Linked DNA regions of Mus musculus: region 2 is linked to region 1. The links are chromatin contacts, called in public HiChIP or PLAC-seq maps. All regions are on one chromosome and are shown on one strand. Each heading gives the region's core, a stretch centred on a gene start, on an enhancer-like site or on the middle of the called end of the contact. The rest is flanking DNA. Distances are from core to core; before and after follow the strand shown. Region 1 holds the start of Zfp964 (zinc finger protein 964). Region 2 holds the start of Hapln4 (hyaluronan and proteoglycan link protein 4).

Region 1 (3,244 bases), core at 137-2,636:
CTGTCATTGTCCATTTCAGTATAAAGTGCATTTAGAGTTCACCAGTTACAGATAAGCAGTAGGTGCTGGGCATGTTTCTTCCAAGCGCTGGCTGGTACCGGCCCATAATGAGACTTGGAGTTACCCATGGTTTACTATGTAACTTAAATCATGATAAGGAAAAGAGGAAGCCTCAAATCCCGAGTTATTCCTTAGATAAGGCTTTGTACCCTAAGCCAGGGAGATGGGAAATTTGAGAAAATAGCAGAACTGGCCTGTGAGAAACAAAGAACAGAAATTTCTCCCCCAGGGGGACTTAAAAAAAAAAATCTTGTGCCAAAATTCACAGCCGTTTTTGCCTTTTCTCTAAGGTTCCGTGTCTCTCTGAAGAACTGAATATTTAAAACGCCTTCATTTTTCTCCAGTCGCTTGGAATTTGTTATTATCTTATTTCCAGCTGTGAAGTTGAGCACAGAGGACCAGATACTGGACTGAATTATAAGTTAAGAGTTGTAAAATCACAGTACAGATAGCGTCTTAATAACTCTACCAGAAAGAGCTGATGAGGAGCCAGTGTGTTCTGGCCTCTAACAATGACCAGACTTTGTGCAACTTTAACTAGCCCAGATTTTTACAATGTAGACCAGGCTGGCCTAGAACTCACAGAGATCTGTCTTTCGCTGCCAGCAGAATGAGTGCTGGGATTAAGGGGACTTGTACCAACCACCAAGCCCCACTTGACAGACCACTATCAAAAATTTTGGCTTCCGGGCTGGTGAGATGGCTCAGTGGGTAAGAGCACCCGACTGCTCTTCCAGAGTTCAAATCCCAGCAACCACATGGTGGCTCACAACCATCCATGACGGGATCTGACTCCCTCTTCTGGTGTGTCTGAAGACAGCTACAGTGTACTTACATAAAATAATAAATAAATCTTTAAAAAAAATAAAATAAAATAAAAGGAGCCAGGCAGTGGTGGCGCTCACGCCTTAAAAAAAAAAAAATTTTTTTTTGGCTTCCCTGAATAAAAATCCAGGTCCACGGAATACATCATACCCAAGGTCCTATAACAATTCTAGGTCTGAAGCAAGAAATCACTACACTGGACGTTGAGTTGGTAAATGCACTGTGGACACCAACGACCCAAGACCAATAGGAACTAAGCTTTTGAGATCACCGAAGACTAAAGTACCCAGCAAGAAGCAGGCAGGTCTGGCTTTTATGCAAATCTCTCCCGAGCTGAGCGAAGTCGGGCCCTAGCCAATCAGGGCCTCCAGACAAGCCATCCAATCAGGAGCGCCAGGGAGCGGTGGGAGGCGGGCTCCATCGCAATCCCGCTGTGCATTCCGCTGGGAAGCGGAGAAGGCGCAGCGGGTTCGGCCCCCTTCGCTGTGGCCACTGCGGCCCGTAGCTAAGGGGAGCGCGGCCGAGCTCGAAGCCGCGCCATGGTGAGCGCAGGGCCGAAGTCCCCAGAAGGGGAAGAGCGGCCGGCTGAGCCGCGGGAGCCGGGGTGGTGGGTCCTCCTTGGGACTGGGGGAGGGGTGGGTCCAGCGTCTGGGAAAGTTCGGCTTGGTGCGAAGATTAGAGTTTAAAAGGCGAAGCCGCGAGCTCCCCCCGGACGGATTGCGGCTGGCCAGAGGGAGCCAGGCTGGCCCGGAGAGACGAGGGCAGCACGCTGCAGAGCCCAGAGCACCCGCGTGGGCGGGGTCGCTCGGTGCTGAGCTGGTCTGCCCACAGCTCCTTCGACGGCGCAGGTTTCTCCTAGTGCGGGTTGTGACAGCTTAACGTCGCACTCACTTGTAACCCTGCGTGCGGGCTTCACAGTAAACCCGCAGCTGTTGGAGGAGAGGGGACAGCCTGGGCTGCCCCAGGACAAGGGAGAGAAACGTGGAGCGGGACTAGCGAGTAGACGAAGTGGAGGACCCCTGCCGTGCGCTGCAGCTCTCTCCTTCCCCCTCCCTCTCTCCTACTTAAATCAGCCTTATTTATTGGTGTGTGTCCCCGGTGTGTGTGTAGAGTGAGGAAGGTGTAAGGTCACAGGACAACTTTATGGAATGAGTGCTGTCCTTCCGCGATTAACGGATAGAACTCAGGTTGTCACAGAGCCTAGTATAGTTTATTTTTTCTTTTCTTAAAAAATATTTACTCCTTCCCACCCACAGTCTGGAAGTTAGATGCAACAGCTTTGCATAGCATGCTGGGTAAGTGCTCTATTACTCCTTAGGCCTATCTGCAGCTTTATCCTATCTTAATGATAATTGCTTTTAAGTCAGTTTTGAAGTTGTGAATCATGAATCTCTGCTTTGCTCTTTCCCAGGGCTGTACCCGTATTCTAACATCCTTGCAATTCCATGACTTTCCGCAGCAGTTTTCAGTCTGACCAGGTGTTCACTGGTGTTCCTTAGGTGGTGTGACCCTGAGTGTTTCAAGGCGCTTACCATCAAGTGAACAAGGTTTTCCTTTTAGAACTTAGATTCTTGCTGAGCTGGTTGGGAGTCACCTTTCATCCCAGTATTCTGGAGACAGAAGCAGGTGGATCTCTGTAAGTTCTAGGTCAGCCAGGTCTATGTCGTGAGTTCAGGCAAGTCAGGATTACATAGTGAGAACCTATCTCAAAAGGAAGAAAGAAAAAAACAAAATACTTAGGTTCTTGGTTCCTCCGAATCTCTCTGTGGGTGGCATCTTTTGCTGCCAAGCCCAGAGACCTGGGGTTAATCCTTATAAGCCACTTGGTAGAAGGAGAGAATCGAGAACCACAGAATTTCTTTGAACTCCTGTCCCTTCACCTCATACATGCATCATGGCAATGCATAGCCACACATGCACACAGAAAGGAATGGTTTAAAAAAAAAACTGATTTTTTTTAAAGCAAGCTTTGCAGTTTTAAAACTACAACTTTCTTTTTTTGTAGTATTTTTTATTTTATTTTTTTATTTACATTTCAAATACTATCCCCTTTCCTAGTTTCCCCTCTGAAAATCCCCTATCTGCTCCCCTCTCCCCCTGCTCCCCAATGCACTCCCATTCCTGGCCTAGGCATTCCCCTATACTGGGGTGTAGAGCCTTCAAAGGACCAAGGGTCTCTCCTCCCATTGATGAAAGACTAGGCCATCCTCTGCTATATATATAGCTAGAGCCACAAGTTCCACCATGTGTTTTCTTTGATTGGTGGTATAGTTCCAAGGAGCTCTGGGGGTACTGGTTAGTTCATATTGATATTTCTCCTATGGGGCTTCAGACCCCTTCAGCTCCCTGGGTACTTTCT
Region 2 (3,658 bases), core at 252-2,751, 430 kb after region 1:
TTTTCTAGTGGAAACACAGTCATAACAGTTCCTACCTTGCCCAGAGACCTGTGCAGGCTGAGAGGTCTGCCTCAGGCAAGGTAAAGAGTGGAACTTAGACCTGTTCCTCTGGGCCCTGGGTTTCTTGGGTGATTGCCCAGTGAGCAGATGGGTAAAGCAAGACTGGCCGGCCCAGGCCCTTAACCAAGCCCTTGTACTGCTGCCGGTGAAGAGAAGACTTACTCCAGTCTAGCCTAGAAAAGCCATAGCATCTGGCTGTGGAGCCCAGGCTAGCCTCAAACTTGCTATCCTTCTGCCTTAGCCTCTCTTATACCTCCATGCCTGGCTTTCCCTGACCTCCTCCCCCACCTCCTCCTCCTCCTCCTCCTCCTCCTCCTCCTCTTTAACAAGGTCTTTGTGTAACTCTAGTTGTCCTGGAACTCTGTAGAAAATAAGGTCCTATGTATCCCAGGCAGGCCTTAAATTCCCACTGTAGCCCAAGGTAACTTTACTTTCCTCAATTAGTTATTTTGAGATAAGTTCTCTCATAGTAGCTCTGGCTGTCCTGGAACTTACTACGTAGAACAGGCTGGCCTCTAACTTACAGAGATCCGCCTGCCTCTGCCTCCCAAGTGCTGAGACTAAAGGCGTGTGCCGTCACAGAAGCAACAAATGAGGCTTCAAACGCATGATTGTCCTACCTCTGCCTCTTGCCTCTTAGCATGTTTTACCTGCATGTACCACCACAACTGGCCCAAAGATGACTTTAAATTCCTAACCCCACCGCAGCCTCTCTGGTGTTGAAATGACTAGCCTCCCTCTGGAACCCAGAACCACAGGCATGCTAAGCGATCCCTTCTCCAACTGAGCTTCAGCCTCAGCCTCCAGCTAACACATGGCCTGGAGATAGGCCAGGCTCGTCTCAAGCTTGCTGTCTACCTGCCTCTGCTGAGATTAGAGACTAGCTCCAAACCCCTTCCCTTTTTTCCTTCTCATCCTAGGCTGACCTCGAACCTGCAGAAGATAACTTTAAACTGCTGGTTCTCCTTTCTCCCTCCAGAATACTTGAGTAACAGTTGTGTGTCTCTACCATAAAATAAAGTGTGTTGGGGTGGCAGGGAGGCTCGTGGACTTGAGTCTTTCCTGTGCTGGCAGGAGCTGGAAGACTTGATTAAGGAGCTTGGCCGACCATCTTAGTTTACCCTTCTGCTCACTGGGTGGTTATATGGGACTCCTATGCGGCAGCACGCCTGTCATCCCAGGTGTGGAGTACCAGCTCAGTCCAGTGAAACTAGTCAACTTAGTCCTCGTGGGTGAGAGGTTGGGATGGGTCACTATTACAGTGCTCTCAATTCCCCGTGCTGGGGGGTGAGGGTTGTCCCACCCCCACCCCGTGCTGTGCGTGCGCACGCGCGCGCGGCACCTTTAAAGCGCCCTCCTCTGCTTGCAGGCAGACGCCCGGATTGCGCGACCGGCAGGACCAGCTGGCCAGACCGCTGTGCGCGTGCGCAGTTGGGGAAGCGCACTGGCCGCTCAGCAAGGGCCACGACCAGGATGGTGAGTGCCACGCTGCACTGGTTTTCGAATCTCACATTTGTCTCTGTCTCTCTTCTCTCTGCCTCTCTCCGCCCTCTCTTTTCCTCTTGCCTCCTCTTTCTCTTTCTTTGGCACTTTCCCTTTCTCTGCCTCTTCAATGTCTCCCCCATGTTTGGGGGTGGTGGTGGAGAAGAGCGCTCACTTATTCTTTTTCCGTGTCTCTCCCACTAGTATCTCCTTCCTCTACCTCTGAGTCTCTGCATCTCTGATCCTACACCTCTATTTTTGCGTCTCTGGGTCACTGTCTCTGAGTCTCTGGGTCACTGTCTCTGCGTCTCTATTTATGAGTTTCTATCTCTGCGTCTCTATCTCTGTGTCTCTGCATCTCTGTGTCTCTGAGTGCATCTTTGCGTCTCTGTCTCCGAGTCTCTGGGTCTCTCTCTGTCTTTGCCGCTGTCTCCGGGTGTCTGTCTCTGAGTCTCTATCTCTGAATCTCTTCCTCTGAGTTCCTGTGTCTCTGTCTCTGTCTCTGTGTCTCAACTCTGGGTCTCGCTCCCTCTATCTCTCCTGGCCTGGCTCAGTAGCCCGTTGCCCCCCACCTCTCCAATCCTGTCCCTCTATCCCCAACCCCCGCTCGTGCTGCCGGGCTTGCTGCAGTCTCCTGGCGCGCTGATAACCTTGCGGCCCCGGTCCGCGCTGCTGCTCCCCCTCCCGTGCGCTCCCGTAACGGGGGCAGGGACTTAGGGAAGACGAAAGGAAATCTCCTGACCCTCCGTCAGTTCCACGGTTGATTCGCGCCTGAGACCCTTTTGGGGAGGGCTGGCAGAGCTAGGGGCTGTTGGGGCAGTACAGCTGGAAGCAGCTCCTGTACCCGCAGGCGTGTGCTCCAGGAGCCCTCGGTCACCGCGCACTCTGGGCCGTGGCCTGGGGACTCCTGCTGCTGGTCCCCGTGCTCGCAGGGGCGCAGCGTGGCAGGAAGAAAGTCGTGCACGTGCTGGGTGAGTTTTGTGGGAAGCTCTGGTCATCCCCTGCAATCCCCAATACACGCGTGCGCGCGCGCGCGCGCGCACACACACACACACACAGCGGTGGCCTAGAGTGAACGATGGGAGTGGGATGGGGTGGCGGATTGCCATGGTCCCCTACATTCAATCTCTGAGCTCCTTTCCCATCCTAGACCCACATCCTCTCCCTGAGGGACCCTACCGCACCTTTGACCCCTGATTGGTCGCCCCGCAGAGGGCGAGTCCGGTTCCGTGGTGGTGCAGACGGCGCCGGGGCAGGTGGTGAGCCACCGCGGTGGTACCATTGTCTTACCCTGCCGTTACCACTACGAGGCGGCCGCCCACGGTCACGACGGCGTCCGCCTCAAGTGGACGAAAGTGGTAGACCCTTTGGCTTTCGCCGATGTCTTCGTGGCTCTGGGTCCCCAGCATCGAGCCTTCGGTCCCTACCGAGGGCGGGCCGAACTGCAGAATGACGGACCTGGGGATGCCTCCCTGGTCCTCCGAAATGTCACCCTTCAGGACTACGGGCGCTACGAGTGCGAGGTCACCAATGAGCTGGAGGATGACGTCGGCATGGTCAAGCTGGATCTGGAAGGTGACCACAGCATGGGCAGAGAAAAAGGGGTACAGTGGGGGGCAAACTGAATGAGGTTGTTTCGGTAGAGATTTTGTCAGGCAGGGGAATAGCTCATTTAAAAATTACAGCTCTTATTTAATGTATGTGTATACTAATATATGCCTGTGGTTAGGGCCAGAAGAGGCCTCCCTTCCCCTGGAGTTGGAGTTACAGGTGGTTGAGAGCTGCCTGGTGTCAGTGTGGGGAACAGAACTCTTTTTGGCTGGAAGAGAAACAAGGAAGAAAGAGGTCCCCCCCCTTTTTTTTCTTCCCTTCTAGACAAGGTCTCACCATGTAGCCCTGGCTGCCTTGGAACCCACTACATAGATCACGCTAACTTTTGTTGGGATAATCTTTTGGTGCACTGTGTGAAGGCCTGCCTAAGGCACCTTCTGATTAATTTAATAAAATCTCAACAAGCCTTGCATTTGCAGCGATCAGCATGCCTCTCAAGTGAAGGGATCAATGGTGAGGGCCATCCCTGGACTGAAGAAAGTGTTTTTTTAAACCGCTGAGCCAT

Evidence for each region. HiChIP or PLAC-seq counts read pairs in DNA pulled down with a chosen protein or histone mark.
Region 2: a contact with region 1 is called in a FOXA1 HiChIP or PLAC-seq map of pancreatic cancer cells. The contact joins the promoter of Hapln4 here to the promoter of Zfp964 in region 1. A contact is called at or near these places in 1 of 39 promoter capture datasets (cranial neural crest), 1 of 115 datasets of contacts at active chromatin or transcription factors (pancreatic cancer cells) and 1 of 9 other capture datasets (liver).

Annotation. Positions count from the first base shown.
Region 1 is chr8:69,653,170-69,656,413 of GRCm38.p6, forward strand. It overlaps Zfp964 (zinc finger protein 964), which reads left to right and starts at 1,387. Exons shown (of 4, transcript NM_001177527.1): 1 at 1,387-1,427. The coding sequence starts at 1,425.
Region 2 is chr8:70,082,028-70,085,685 of GRCm38.p6, forward strand. Hapln4 (hyaluronan and proteoglycan link protein 4) reads left to right here and starts at 1,502. Exons shown (of 5, transcript NM_177900.4): 1 at 1,502-1,536; 2 at 2,393-2,513; 3 at 2,755-3,117. The coding sequence starts at 1,534.